5 separate regions of the Mus musculus genome follow, and regions 2, 3, 4 and 5 are each linked to region 1. The links are chromatin contacts, called in public Hi-C and promoter capture Hi-C maps. All regions are on one chromosome and are shown on one strand. Each heading gives the region's core, a stretch centred on a gene start, on an enhancer-like site or on the middle of the called end of the contact. The rest is flanking DNA. Distances are from core to core; before and after follow the strand shown. Region 1 holds the start of Lsm14a (LSM14A mRNA processing body assembly factor). Region 2 holds the start of D530033B14Rik (RIKEN cDNA D530033B14 gene). Region 3 holds the start of Pmis2 (PMIS2 transmembrane protein). Region 4 holds the start of Ccne1 (cyclin E1). Region 5 holds the start of Uri1 (URI1, prefoldin-like chaperone).

What was found. Promoter capture Hi-C pulls out the DNA fragments that hold promoters and counts their contacts. A called contact is a pair of places that touch in the nucleus more often than the background predicts.
Region 2: a promoter capture Hi-C map of liver shows a contact between it and region 1, with 4 times the contacts expected there. The contact joins the promoter of D530033B14Rik here to the promoter of Lsm14a in region 1. A contact is called at or near these places in 3 of 39 promoter capture datasets (cranial neural crest, frontonasal cranial neural crest and liver) and 1 of 484 Hi-C or Micro-C datasets (CD4 T cells).
Region 3: a promoter capture Hi-C map of embryonic stem cells shows a contact between it and region 1. The contact joins the promoter of Pmis2 here to the promoter of Lsm14a in region 1. A contact is called at or near these places in 2 of 39 promoter capture datasets (cranial neural crest and embryonic stem cells).
Region 4: a contact with region 1 is called in a promoter capture Hi-C map of second pharyngeal arch cranial neural crest. The contact joins the promoter of Ccne1 here to the promoter of Lsm14a in region 1. A contact is called at or near these places in 4 of 39 promoter capture datasets (cranial neural crest, maxillary cranial neural crest, pre-B cells and 1 more).
Region 5: a contact with region 1 is called in a Hi-C map of B cells, with 6 read pairs. The contact joins the promoter of Uri1 here to the promoter of Lsm14a in region 1. A contact is called at or near these places in 3 of 39 promoter capture datasets (cranial neural crest, maxillary cranial neural crest and pre-B cells) and 1 of 484 Hi-C or Micro-C datasets (B cells).

The regions. Positions count from the first base shown.
Region 1 is chr7:34,388,293-34,391,158 of GRCm38.p6, forward strand. Lsm14a (LSM14A mRNA processing body assembly factor) reads right to left here and starts at 1,413. Exons shown (of 11, transcript NM_025948.3): 1 at 1,066-1,413. The coding sequence starts at 1,186. It overlaps Gm12764 (predicted gene 12764), which reads left to right and starts at 321. Exons shown (of 2, transcript NR_169160.1): 1 at 321-716.
Region 2 is chr7:38,182,439-38,185,304 of GRCm38.p6, forward strand. It overlaps D530033B14Rik (RIKEN cDNA D530033B14 gene), which reads right to left and starts at 1,344. Exons shown (of 1, transcript NR_165180.1): 1 at 134-1,344. It overlaps 1600014C10Rik (RIKEN cDNA 1600014C10 gene), which reads left to right and starts at 1,349. Exons shown (of 4, transcript NM_028166.3): 1 at 1,349-1,461.
Region 3 is chr7:30,670,111-30,672,976 of GRCm38.p6, forward strand. It overlaps Pmis2 (PMIS2 transmembrane protein), which reads right to left and starts at 1,495. Exons shown (of 2, transcript NR_027849.1): 1 at 1,390-1,495; 2 at 612-1,070.
Region 4 is chr7:38,106,108-38,108,973 of GRCm38.p6, forward strand. Ccne1 (cyclin E1) reads right to left here and starts at 1,383. Exons shown (of 12, transcript NM_007633.2): 1 at 1,215-1,383; 2 at 680-722; 3 at 489-576; 4 at 172-240. The coding sequence starts at 693.
Region 5 is chr7:38,018,075-38,020,940 of GRCm38.p6, forward strand. It overlaps Uri1 (URI1, prefoldin-like chaperone), which reads right to left and starts at 1,478. Exons shown (of 11, transcript NM_011274.5): 1 at 1,036-1,478. The coding sequence starts at 1,146.

The DNA of each region.
Region 1 (2,866 bases), core at 163-2,662:
TAGGTATAATTCAAGAAACTGAAACTGTTAAAAGAAGCATCTATAAAAAATGCTTTTAGATTTAGAATCTTGCTATCCCTAGGACCTTTTTTCCTAGCATACTTAGTTCTTAACAATTCTACTAGGTGTGGTAGGAAAATAGACCTCCCTGGTATCAGAAACTGTTATAAGACTTCCCCTAGGATCAGAAACTCAAGTTTATTTTCTTTGTGCCTTCCTGTCACTAGCACGCGTGAACGGAAACAAAACCCACAAATTGACTGTATCGACTGTACAGACTATGGGGTTGGGGTAAGTAGGGGGGGATCCCCTTCCACACAACTTCCTCTCCCCAAGTACAGCGGAGTCGGTCAGCGCCCCGATAGTACTCGCTCTGAAGTGTGTACAAGAGTCCCGGATCATCAAAACTTAAACTTTCCTTTCTACCAGGGTTCCAGAAAATTGGCCCATGGGGACAGCAAGCAAGCATTTTAACGCGCACCCTTCGGTTGCATAAGAATTCCGGCATAACAGGTAACAATCACAGAGGAGACAAACGGGATGCGATCGACTGGACGGTACGAAACGGCCTTTCGAGATCACAAGTCTGCGGCGCAAACCCAAAGTTTGGAGCACACTCCTTAGGAGTTCACTCGACAACCGTCGCCACCGACCCAGACGAAGAACGCTGAGAAAATGGGTGCCCGAGGAATCAACACATCCGCATTCATCTCGAGGTAGGCGTCAAGATTCTTCGACTCCTCCGGCTTTGTTCGGCGCTTCCGAAGAAGGAACGACCGAATTTCGGTCTTGGAAGCCGCGAACCTGGGTGTGTTCTCCGGCTGGTTCCCGGGACTTTAGCATCGCCCCGCCCCGGGCGCCGCGCACTCGTTCCCCGGATGGAAGGCGCGGAGCTTCGGGGGAAAGGAAGCAGCCCGGGGAGCCCGGGGAGGCCGCAGCCCGGCCCTTGTCGCTTGGGGGCCGGGAGGGAGCGAGGCCCGTGAGGACCGCAGAGGGAGAAGAGCGCGAGGGCGGCGGGGCGCTCTACCCGCGCCCCCCAAAACCCCGAGGCCCGCCCCGCCGTACCTTTGGCGAGGGCTACCGTGGAGTTCTCGGTGTCGATGGTGTAGAGGATGCCCTCGTAGCGGATCTCCGCCTTGGAGATGAGGCTGATCTTGCTGCCGATGTAAGGGGTGCCCCCGCTCATGGCGCCGCCGCCGTCGCCCGCCGCTCGCACTCAGTCAGATCCCGCGCTGCGCCCGCCGCTCCGCCCGCCCGCCCGCTCGCTCGCTCCCTCCGTCGGCGCCTCACAGCAGCCGCCTCAGAACCAACATGGCGGCCGCGCCGGCTCCGCTTACCCTCCCCCAGCCTCCCGCCCTCAAACCGCGGCGCGGCGGCGGCGGCGGCGGCAGCAGCGGCGGCGGCGCAGGGCATGCCGGGAGGGCGAGGCGGCGTGCTTTCTCGCGAGACTCGCCGAGCTCACGGACGGTCCCGGGCTCTTTCCGCGGCGGCCCAGAGCGCTTGGCTTGCGCTCCCGACGTGGAAGGTTTTCACGGCACCTAGATGTCGCGGGAAGACTAGACGAGGGCCCATCCCGCCTGGTGATGCTGACTGCGGCCTCTGCCATTTCTAGGCGGGCTGCACTTTGGTACGAGCCCAGAGTCTTTGTAAGCGGTCGCCTCCCAGCTCCGGAGCCGCTCTCCGCGGGCCACGGAACTCTCACTGTAAACGCCAGAGCAGCCATCTTCGCCTGAGGAGTCTCACACTCCAAGGGCTGCCGCTCCGGGAGGCTCTGGGACTCTGTCCCCCAAACTGAGTCCAACCCTTTTTATGCGGCTTGATCCGTGTCCTAGCTTTCAAGATGTTCCCGGTCACTAACTATGCAAGAAACACCAGTCCAAGTGTTTCTCTGCCGCTTTGATCACTTAATGTCAGCTCCACTTTCTTAATAACGATCATCTCTCCGATCGGATACCAAATTGGCATCTTAAAACTTTGCATCCAGAGATGTAACTCTTCGGTTTTACTCCAAACTCGTCCCTCTAGCTTGTTCTCGGAGGTAACTATGAACCGGGAACGTTTGCTTAGTAGCTAAGACCCCAGTCCTGGATTGTCTTACACCTCCACACCTGTCCTAACTATAAATCTTGTCTGTTCAGGCTGGACCGTCTCCATCCGTACAGCTCTATATAACGCCTCAGTTACCCTGGCCAGAGTTGTTGGCAGTAGCTCCCGAAGAATTCTATTTCTCTTACCCCTACTAGGTTTTTCTTAACACAGCAGTCAGGGGGAATCATGTTCAAGTAGCAAGAGATTTTGGACTTTTGTTCAACTCAAGATAACATCCGTCTACTCAGTGCGCTCCACAGGTTACATTTTACACAAGGTGAAAACCAGACTTCCTAGTTTGGCTTATGAGGGCATGGATGATTTAATTTGTTGTTACACAGCTCCATACTGTTCCAAGCATCCCTTCTTCTCACAGCTTCCACAGTTCATTATACTCTGCTCAAAGCTGCCCTAAGAGGTGATGTATTTACAAAACTACAGTAGATCTCGCTTTACACCCCTCTTCTTGCCTTGCTCCCTCCCTACCCCCCATCGCATTTGTCTATTTAGTCATAAGTGTTTGTCTCCCTTCTTGGCTAGAATGCAAATATTTTGAGGAAGGGTTTCTGGTTTTAGACACTGTTTGCATCATCCTTGGGGCCAAGTGTAGCAACCGGCCCAGGACAGCTGCTCGGTAGACATTTGCTGCAAGAGTGAACAACTGGGATAAGAGCCGAACACAGGCAGCAAGTAGGATGTCTGGTGCGCTGAGCCAATGCATGGTGATTATCTGCGTGTTCCGGGAAAGCAGGAGAGAAGATTGATGAGCTGAGCTGTG
Region 2 (2,866 bases), core at 94-2,593, 3.8 Mb after region 1:
GCTTTCTGCCTCAGAAGGAGCTCTATCTGAGTAACAGGATTGTGGATGTACACACACCTACTGTGCACCTCTTTCACAGACGGCCTCAGCCGCTACTGGCTGTCTAGGAACACTTCTAGGTGTCAGGGTGATAATTTTAGGGCTTTATTCATCGTCGGTGTGGATGTCTTATAGCCTAGTCTCTATTCTCCACTGAACTTTCCTGTTCCCATCATTGCTACATACTTCTGATATTTAGGCAAAGGAGAAAACAAGCGAGTCCGGTTCTCGACCTTGCCACCAGAGGGCGCTGCCCGCGGGGGACATTGAAGCGCCTCACCTCATAGCTCCACAGAGAGCAAGGAGCTAATCTATTCTTAGCCTCAGTTAACTTTGGCTCTTGAAAGTCACCCAAACTCGGGCAAAAGCTCCTACTCGAAAACGCACAGACTTTTCCACTCCAGCCAGGAGAATCTTGATGTTAAAAGGGGTTCGAGGCCTTCTAAGAAGACAGAAAAGAAGAAATAATATGGCCCTGCACAGATCATCTGTATGCCCGCAGCAGCTCTCCACCCCCACCTGGCAGATCGCGCTAGGGGCCACTTGGACCTAGACTGGAGTTCGCTCGCCACACTCTCTATTTGGGTGGCATTGGCTAGCCCAGTCCCTCTGTATCTAGTTTGTCACTGACAACCGTGCGTACTCAAGACTTTGCTCAGGGTTAAAGTTCAGTATTGGGAGAGATACCAGATTTGGCATATTTTCAGGCCAGCCCTAGAGTCCTTGGGACCAGGGGGCGGGGACTGCTCCCTAGGCCTCTCTGGATTTTTCTGTTACTCTGCTCTCTTTCTGAGTGGCTCCCTTTGCCCTGCAAGTGGAGTGGGCTCTGTTCTGGTCTTAGGAGGTCTGAAAGCTATACCAGCCCCTGCGCGTCCCACGCAGGCCCCAGCGTTAATTAACCAGCAGTCGCTCCTGACAGCCAAGCCCCTCTATCATCTCCCAGGTCCAGGACCCTGTGGGAGAAAGGGTCCGGCAAGTCACAGACCCAGCCAGCGCAAAGGGCGATCGAGGAGAACCTTCCAGGAACCGTCCCAGATCCTAAACGTGAGGTTGGGCACTGAGTGGGGTGGCCAGGCGGAGAGGAAGTGGGGGCAGCGGGTCCTCGCGACACAGAGTCCCCTCCCAGATGCTCCCCATTTCCGCAGGCACAGAGCTTCCTAGCCTGGGTCTTGGTGTCAGTCAATCAGACGCTGGGGCGCGGAAGGGACGCCTCGCCCCGCCATCAAGATCTTTCCCCAGGCCTGTCCCATCTTGAGGACCCAGACTCATGGGGACCCAGAGCTCGGCGACCCGGAAGGCCGGCGGAGCCGGAAGGTGGGAGGGCGGAGCCAGGGTGGCGGTGGCCTGTGAACGCCTCTCTGGAGCTGGCAGAGCAGAGCCGGCCTCAGTGCCTTGGCGGTCCCAGACTCCAGCTCGGTAAAGGTGCGCGCGGGGAAGCCGGGGTCTGCGAAGCCGGTCGGGGACCCTACGGTGTCAGGCCCAGTGCTAGAGCTGTTCATCTCAATGCAAAGGACCTGAGACACTGAAGGCCTAAGCTGCAGCGCCGAGGTTGGAGTAGTCAGCAGCTCCGTGCGCTTCCAGCCGCAACCTGGATGCTTGGGAGTGCGCGTGCGCGGTGCGGTGTCTTCCCACAGTTTATGCCTTCTGCCTAGCGGACTGCTGTGCTTGGCCCAGAGAGGGAGGAAATCTGGGCTCTAGCTTAGGGATGGCCAGGAATGAATGTCAGGGGATCAAAGGGCCAGATTAATTGGAGCTGTTGTTGAAAAACGTTCTTCTATGACTAAGTAGATAAGGTGCATGCATGGCCGGGTGCAGAGGGCACGGTGCTGCTGAGTGATGGGTGTCAGTTAACTCTGCGAGCTATGTAGCGAACCTACCACTGACCACTTCTGATCTTTCAAGAGAAATTAGGAAGATCTAAGATATATGTAAGATTGTATTATTGCTGTTAGTTTGAGACTGGGTCTCACTATGTAACCTTCACTGGTCTTGATCTGGGAGTCCTACCATAGCCTCCCCCATGCTGGGGTTATGGGAGGGAGCCAGCACACCCTCGATATCTTCTTATTTTTAAATACCAACAATCAAGTAAGTAAACAACTTAGTAGGCTGGAAGAACAGGGTGATGAACTTCACAGAGGACAGAGTACAACTGGGGAATTCCAGACAGGGGAGCAAATATTGCTATTTGGCCAAAGACCTGTTTTCCACTCAGTTTCTGTTTGTTTCTCCCTGCAGCCTCCCCTTACCCACCCCCTACCCCTGACACATTTCCTCCCTCTACTCTGGGGATTTGAATCCCAGCTTCGTCTAAGATTGCTATAAAGAACATGGAGCCCCCTGTTACTCTGAGGCCTCCTCCTCTGTTCCTCACAACTTGATTGGACTCAGGTCAGGCTGCTGTCCAAAGGTTTGAGTTTTTCACCTCCTCTGTGTATGGGAGCCCTGCTGTCATCTTCCCTCCAGTCTGGGTGACTATAGGACATCAGGGCTCCCAGTTAGCTTTTGTCTTCCCTATGGCTGGCAGATGGACTTCCGGTGAACAGGACCTGTTTTGAGGACAGCATTATTGAAGTCGTTCTGCTCCCGTGGGAAGGTCCTGTCTTCTGCGCCCCCCATCTCTTCCTCGCAGACAGACAGAGGTGGCCCCTGGAAAGAGGAGAATGGGGCGTGTTACCTTTCAATTTCTTGAGCCTGAAGAATTCAGAAAGTGAAAGCTTTCACATAGACTCCAGGTCCCAAACCTTTCTTTCACCACAAAAGCCTGTTGCTGCCATAACTTCTGGAATTACTCTTCAGGAAACCTAGGCCAGCCTTGCCTTGCCTT
Region 3 (2,866 bases), core at 245-2,744, 3.7 Mb before region 1:
ATCTCATTATGGGTGGTTGTGAGCCACCATGTGGTTGCTGGGATTTGAACTCAGGACCTTCAGAAGAGCAGTCAGTGCTCTTAACCGCTGAGCCATCTTGCTAGCCCAAGATAGGGTTTTTCTATTACACAGCCCTGGCAGTCCTGAAACTCACTATCTCTGGCTGGTCTAAAACTCATAAATCCATCCTGCCTCTGCCTCCTGAGTGCTGAGATTAAAGTCATGTGACAGCACACGTGGCCAAGGTTTCTGGTTTTTTGCTTTTTGTTTTTTTCCTGCTCTGAGACACCAAAAGCCCAGCACCTCAGCTTGAGAGGGAAGTCATGTAGAGTAAACACACATTCAGATTCCTAAACACACTCCCATCTTATTATGAATTATTATGTATACTTTACAACAAAAACAGGTTCAGGAAATCAAAGACGTGCAATTTTAAAAAATATGTGTGTGTGTTTGTAAGTGTCTCTGCTTCCCAAATTCTGGGATTATAAATGTGTGCCACAGAGCCTGGCACCATTATTGCAGTCTGACTTTCACAGGGTCTAAGCCAACATAGCTCCAGTGAAACTATTATTGATCCAGAGAAACATCTACACCCAGACACAGGCAAAGCCGGGATATTCCCTTCAATTTTATTGGGCTCAGAAATGTGATTTTTTTTTTTTTCATGAAAGAGCAGCTCAGTGGCTTATGCAGATTTAGAACTTGAGATGTGGACTTCCAAGATGCTTTTAGACAGCCGTGGAAGACAAATGAGAATGAACTGGTGGAGTGTAGTCAGGTGGCCTGCCTGGGGCCGTTTTTTGGATGTTGAGTTTTTTGGTTGGTGGGTTTCTTGGCAAGGGCATTTCTGAAGCTCTGAGTTTCTTCTTGATGGCTGGTCAAAGTCTAAGTGAGCATGTCTGTTGGGGGAGGAGCCCGTAGATGCTGATGTGTAGCTTTCATAGGACTAGGACAAGTATATAAATGATGCCTACAAAGGCTACTATGGCCAACATATTAAACCACATAGTTCGAGATGAGTTCCGGTAGGCGTCTTCCCAGTTGCTGCATTTATTGGCTTCGTTGGTCTGTAAGGGTAGGAGCATGAGTATGGGTTTCTGAGACAAGAAGCTCTTGGAAGGAGGGTTGGAGCCCTATAGCCACTGTGGGAAGAGCCCGACCCAAGACCTAGGACACAAACAGTTGCAGGTGGCAAGCAGAGGATAGGATGAGCAGTGGAGGCGGGCGGGGGGTGGGGCGGGGATACTTTTACCTGGATGCTGAAGTATATGGCTAATATCCCAAAGGGTAGGAAAAGAATCATCGCCAAGAGAGCCAGCATGACATAATTCCGAGCGTAAAATTTCAGTTCATCTGGAGTCTGTGGACGGTCTAGTGGCTTCCTACCTGGGGCTCCTTGTTCGTCTGTATCCATGATCTTTTCACTCAATGACAGATCCTGGTGTCTTGAAAATAGAGACCCAGATCCACCGAACTTCCCCGGGCCCTACCCAGAATCCTAAGAGCTGCGCAGTCAAAGGACATTCTTCACAATGGCTGTAAGGACATCTCCAGTCCTGATTGGCTACTCTCAAGAGGTGGGCGTGGTCGCGCTGTTTTTAGACAGTTGGTGCCAAGGAAGTGTGGTGCTGTGACAACTTTGTTCTTGTACCCTCACAGGGATTGATTGTGGGAAAGTCTGCCTCTTGCCTCTTTCTTCTGCCGAGTACCAAGGGATAGGAGAAGGAAGGCCTCAGAAGAGTAGGTAGATAAACCTGTGAGAAAGCTAGATTTAGCCAGGCATTGTGGCGACCATCTTTAATCACAGCACTTGAGAGACTGAGGCAGATCTCCCAATCTCTGTAAATGCAGTGCCAACTTGGTCTACACAGCCAGTTCTGGGACTACATAGTGATGCCCTGTCTCAAAATAATGCCTGCCAGGTCTCAATAGCAAAATCTTACCTGTAGAAAGAAAGATAAGTGGTAGATAGATAGATAGATAGATAGATAGATAGATAGATAGATAGATAGATAGATAGACAGATAGATAGATTGATAGATAGATAGAACCGAGTGAGCTGTGGCCACTTATAATCCCAGCATTTGAGAAAGGATTTCATATAGCCCAGGCTGGCCTGGAATTCACTTGACAGCCAAGAATGAGTTTGATCTCTTGACCCTCTCTTTTCTGCCTTCTGAAGTATAAGGATTGCAGACATACTCCCTATATATCTGGAAGAAAAATTGTATGTATGTATGTATGTATATATGTATGTATGTATGTAAGAACTGCCTTAAAGTGGAATGCCACTTAAATGTAGATATAGCTCAATGGTTTTAGTCCCCCAGAACTGTTTATAAAAATACAAATGGCATAGGAAGTCATCAGGGTGTACTCTTCAGATTGCCCCAGGTTCCTGCTGCCTCACTGCTACGCACACTCCAGTGAAGTTTGCTTGGCAGGCCGAGAAGCCTGGGAGCACTCATGAGGCAAAGAGTTTCAAGGAAACTCACCTCCTGGAACTTTGGCGTTCTCATAATCCGTATATTCATACCCTATCCCCGCGTTAGTGTGGTGTATGGATCCACGTGCTCTCTTTTACTATTGTCTTATTATAAGTGCCTTTAAAGATTGAATTCTGACATAGCTAAGCCTTCGCCAGTGTTCCAATGTCCCAGAAAGACCTTAAAGCCGACAAACTGGGAATTCAGTAGGAATCCAGTGAGGTTACCTATTCAGTAACATTCAGATTTACTTCTAGTAGAGACAGTGAAACTAATTAGGCATTACAAAGAACCTAGCCATAATAGCTCAGGGCTGGTCTGCAGAGTGTTTACTTGAGGCAGTAGCCAGTCTCACCCAAACACAATGGCCTAGCTAA
Region 4 (2,866 bases), core at 133-2,632, 3.7 Mb after region 1:
GCCATTCAGGAAACACAAACCCCTCCCACAACCCCAGGCCCAACTGAGACCAGGCCACATTGACAAGCTTCAGAGGTTCAGCCATGTGGCCTGCAGCTCTGTTTTGGGAAAGTTGGAAGAAAGAAAACCTGGAACCCAGGAGGCAGAATACCCTGTAGGCAGCAGACCTACCTGACTGCTATCCTCGCTTTTCACAGTCTTGTCAATCTTGGCAATTTCTTCATCTGGGTCTTGCAAAAACTAAAAAAAAAAAAAAAAAAAAAAAAATCCCGGTCCACCATGGGTCCACATGGTGCGACCCAAAGACAAAAAACACAAGAGAAAAAGGGGGAAATGTTTGTTAGGTCATGAACGACATTCAACTAAAGGAAACCTCTCTCTCAACTAATTCTTTTCACTAGTAGGTAAGAAGAACCAAATTTGGTACCCAGGTAAGATGGAAGGGGGGGTGGGCTGTCCCCTTCCCAACCTGTATCCTTTGTACTCACCACGGCCACATTTGCCTTCCTTTTTCTGGAGCGGACTGAAAGGTCGGAGCCACCTTCTTCTTTCATGTTGCTGTGGTCCGTCGAGTCTCTGCAAGGGCATGGTGTCATGGGGTGCTGCTCCCCAAAAACTCAGGCCGCCCCTCCCCCACCGCTACTCACCCTTACCCTCCCGCAGCAGGGAGGCCACTCACCTCTCCCTTGGCATGGCTCAGGACTTGGGCTTGGAACTCAGACCTGGGAGGACAACAAGCAAGCATCGTGGTGAGCACGGCCCGCAGAGGGGACCTGAGTCTTCCAGTTCGTCCCGGGCACCCCTCCCCCCTCCCGCGCGGGCGGCGGCGGCGGGAGCCTCCTGGGCCCGGAGGCCGGCCGGGAAAATGGCCGATGGGCCCGGGTGGCTTGTCACCCGCAGGCGCCGCCAGCAGCCTGCGACCCTGGGTCCGAACCTGAGGTTGGGGATGGAGGCCCAGCCGCCCTTCAAGAGGACCCCCCGCTCCATCACCGTCCTCGGGGCCGGGGCTGCCTCAGTGTCCCTTTCTACACCTACCCCTGACCCGTCTCTCACAGCCACCCCGGCCGGGGCACCCCGAGCTGATACCTCAGGGGACCGGGTGACCCGGCCTCGCCCCACCCCCACCCGGGCCCGGTCCGGTCTGGTCGGACCCGGTCCGGACGCCTGGGAGTCGTGGGAGTCCCGGGAGTCCCGGGAGTCCAGGCAGCCCGTACCCGAAGCTGTGTCCGCCGCAGGCAGGCGCGCTCGAGCGGGCAGGAGGCCGACGGCGAGCGGGAAGCAGGAGGCGGGAGGCGGCGGCCGAGCGCGCGGCGCTGGCGGGATCCGCGCCTGCCCCCTACACCGCGCTGGCTGTCGAGCCGGCTGCTCCTGCGCCCGGCTTCGAGCGGGACATTTAAAAATCCCAGCGCGCGGCACCGGCCCCGTCCCGCCCTCGCGCCCCGCCCCGAGGGCTGCGAGCCCCTCAGCGGCCGCCGCAGGCCCGGGGCCCGCCCCGTCGCCGCGCGGACCAGCGAGGAGCTCTGGTGGGGGCGTGGCCTCCCGGGGGGCGTGTTCTTTTACGGGCGTGGCATGCACTAAAGGGGTGGGGCTAGATGTCAGGGCCTGCGCGCCGGGGGCGGGGTGCGGACGTGGTAGGCGGGGCCTGCGCGGGGCGGGACGCGGGAGAGTCGTCTGGCGCGCGCGGCTGCGGGGCGGGCTCGCTGACGCGGGAGAATCTTGGCGCGAGCGCCTGAAGGATTCTGAGCGTGCGGGGCCGGGAGGAGCGGCATGGGCCGCCCAAGTGGAATGTCAGCAGGGCAGATCGCAATGATCGGCGGCCGGGCTTGACTGGAGTGAGGCACGGGAGGGCCCGGAGTTAAGAACCCGTCATCCGCCGGTCTCCCGCGCGCGCGCACTGTCCCTCCTGACTCGTCCTCCCCGCCCCTGAGACGCAGAGTTCCGGGCCGAGTCCGGCGCGTGGGTGTCCCCAAGGTCACAACAGCTTGTGGCTCCTGGGACCGGAACCAGCATTCAGGCTGCTGCTGTTAGGTCTCCTGTGGACCAGCAGCAGGTCCTTTAACCTGTCAGTGTTTCTGGTCCATTCATCCACCCATTCATTCATTCATTAGGCTACCCAAGCACATTTCTGTGCCTCTAGCACACATGGGCCCAACCCGTTTGCAGAAAGCCTCTCTGACCCTTAGGTCCCCATGAGGTGAGGCAGTCTCCAGCCTATAATTTTACTCCAAGTGTTTTCATCAACCTCAGAGTATGCACATGCCTCACAAACGTGAAGTGACCCTCACCCACCCCAGACCTGACCTTCAGCCCTCCGCCCGAGCTGCTGGATCCAGCATCCGGTGCCCTTTCGCACCCCAGAGCCTCAGAGCTTGCTTTACTCTCTTCTGACCCATTCCAGCTGTTTGTGCTTCCGGAAAACTTGAAGGTCTTTGGTAACCACTTCCTCTCCGGCGTACCTTTCCCCAGGACGTCCCCTCCAGTGTTAAACTATGGCAAAGCACTTGTTTCTTCCAATCTCTTGTTCACTCTGTTTTCTTATCCCGTTGCCCCTTCTGTATCTTGGACCAAAAGGGTCACTTCCCTTATGTTAGTAAATGATATAGAAAGAAAGAAAGAAAGAAAGAAAGAAAGAAAGAAAGAAAGAAAGAAAGAAAGAAAGAAAGAAAGAAAGAAAGAAAGAAAGAGAGAAAAGAAACCCACACTGACCCAGGTCTGTGGAACATACAGGCTACTGAGACGAATGCCTTGAGCACATTGACTGCTAGCAAAGAAAGACCTGTACTCAAGTTGTAGAAGTGTGAAAGGCGGGGTCTAAATACCTCTGGGGACCTTCCTCGGGGTAAGCCTGTCTCTGCTCCCAGTGACT
Region 5 (2,866 bases), core at 228-2,727, 3.6 Mb after region 1:
GGGAGGGAAAGGGAGTTAAGTTGAAGGGACGAAATAGATTTAACTGACTGCATGTACAATTCTCCAGGAGTAAATTCCAAATAAATAACATAAAGTTTACACGCAAAAATATTTAAATATAGAAAAATAGAGCTTCTCAAATGTTTATGCAACTTCCTAAACCTTTATTAATACCTCACTCTGGCAACAGGACATGTGACGTTTAAGCAAATTAAATGTCGCTTTTCAAAGAATTTCAAGGCACGTCAGGAGAATCAACTTGAAAACCTACAGAATCCACAGGACAATTTCACATTTAACAATCGAGCTGTAGTTCTTAACTACATAACATTTCCTTATAAAAAAAAATATATAATAATTCCCATTCGGAGATTCTAAGCATTCTCCTCTCCTCTGGTAGATCAAAAAAAAAAAAAAAAAGTGGGGAAAGCCTTGTTTAATAAAGGCTTGAAGTTAAAATTTAACAAAGGCCTTCTCTCTTGTCGACTACTAAACCTAAGAGCTGGATTGCACAGGAAGTGCATCATCACCAACGTAGTCAAACTTGGACGCTCAATCAAATAAGGATATCTCGTGTGTGTGTGTGTGTGTGTGTGTGTGTGTGTGTGTGTGTGTGTGCGCACGCGCGCATTGTACCAACGTTTAGATAATAAATAGCTAAGGGGTAAAAAGAGTGACCACTTCTGTTCACAGTGTAATCCCCGAACCAAAAAGGAAAAAAAAAAAAACACGTATTTTTATTTAGTCCCAACAATTGCTCTCTCAGTTCAGGGTCAACCGATTATCCTATCCCCTGCATCCTCTGTATTCCCCACATCCCCGCATCCCTTCCGGGGAAGGTCAAAGGGCCACCGACAAAAGACAACAAATGCACGTGACAAAAGTTTCTCCCGTGGTCCCCGCGGCCCGAGGCTGCGCAGCTCGCGCGTGGGGATCTCGGTTTCACGCAGAGGGCTGGCCGCATTAGAGGTTGCTCAGAGTGTCGCGGCCACATGCGGAAGCCGGCCAGGGCCGGAACCAAGCGCGGCCTGTTACCTTTTCCTGCTCCTCGCGAAGCCGCGCCACCTCTGGTGCGCGCAGCGGAGCGGCGGCTGAGGCCTCTGCAAGGGGCTGGGGCTCGGGCTCGGGTTCGGACGGGGGCTCCATGCCCGGCGCCGCAGCCTCAGCGAGGCGAACAAGTCCTAAACAAGTGTTTATGGAGACGGCGTGGCCGGCGGATGCCCAGCGCCCGCGCGCTCGCCCTCATGCACTGCACGCCTCTCTCTGAAGAGGCCGCGCTCACTTTCGCCGCTGCCCCGGGGGCCGCCGCTCGCGTCCGGGCTACCCGCGGCCGCATCTCACACGCGCATACCGCCGCCGCCGCCGCCGCCGCCGCCTCGGAGCAGCAGGCCCTACACCAGGCGCGCCACGCTCTTCTCCCGCAACCGGGCCCAGCTTAGCGTCCCGCGACTGCCGCGCCTCCGCGCACGCCCCGCCCCTCGCCCCGCCCGCGCAGCACGCCGGGAAGCTCTCAAGCTCCGCCCTAGGGGGCGGGGCTATGGCGGGGACAGGGCCTCCGGGTGGGGTGGAGGCTGAGCCGCTCAGGACCCCTGCACAGGATGAGAGGCGGCGGGATAGTGGGTCCCAATTCGCTTGGCGCTGCCTGTGGTGGTAGGAACTTAATATGAGCACTGAGACTGTTTCATAAGCTCATTTAATTTTATCAAATTCAGCTGTTTCCCATGCCTTTTAATGAACTAATGTGGTTTAATGAGCTAAAATGCACAATATACAACTATATTTTTGCGTATGTATTAATTACTGTACACATTACAATTTTCCTTACATATATTAAGCTGCAGTATTAATATTACTATGTTACTACGTATGCACTGTGTAGCACATTTTTCAACAACAGCTGCTGCCCTATCCCATGTATTTTATAATTCTGGTGTTTTGTTTAACAGTGGGGACCAAATGCATGGCTTTGGACTTGCTAGACAAGCACTCTACCAACTGAGCTAAATCCCCATCCCTGTTCCACTCAGTATTTTAAAAATTGGAAGCTGGAGCAGGGAGCACACCTTTAATCCCCAACAGTTTGAAGGCAGAGGCAGGAGGGTATCTGTGAGTTTGAAGCCAGCCTGGTCCACATAGCAAGTTCCAGGCCAGCCTGAGCTGAATAAATCTCTTGGACTCACTTCCTCCCCCTAGCCCTTTGTGCAGCCTCTGTTTGTGGCAGTCCTCTAGTCTACCTTGTGGCCTTGTCCTAACTCTATCCCAAGCCCGGACAATAGGCATAGATCCTATTACCTCAGTATTGTGTGTATAGGAACAGGCTGGCAGGCACCTGCAGAATTCTGGCCCTCTGTGGGTCTGTTTGCCCCTATCTTCCACTTCTGTTCCAGCTCCCAAGTCCACATCCATCCTTTGATCACTTGCATCAAGAAAGAAAAAGCAGGGACGATTGGGGAAGATGGTAAATATGAATTTCTCTCCCTGCAGATGCAGCAACCTCTGAAACACAGTCAAACTCTGAGCACTCATCTTGCCTCCCGCCAATAGCAGCATCCCTGACTCCTAGGGCACCGCAGAAGCTACTTCTCTAGTGCTGGGCTTTGAATATGAACTGACCCCATGTGTTTCAATACTTGGTCCCTAACAGGTAGTACTAATTTGGAAGGATACTTAAAAATTAGGATGTACCAGGCAGTGGTGGCTCACACCTTTAATCCCAGAATCTGGAAGGCAGAGGCAGGCAGATCTCTGAGTTTGAGGCCAGCCTGGTCTACAGAGTGAGTTCCAGGACATCCAAGGCTACACAAAAAAACCCTGTCTTGAAAAGTGAGGGGGTGGGGAATTTAGTATGTCGTTTAGAATGTAGAAC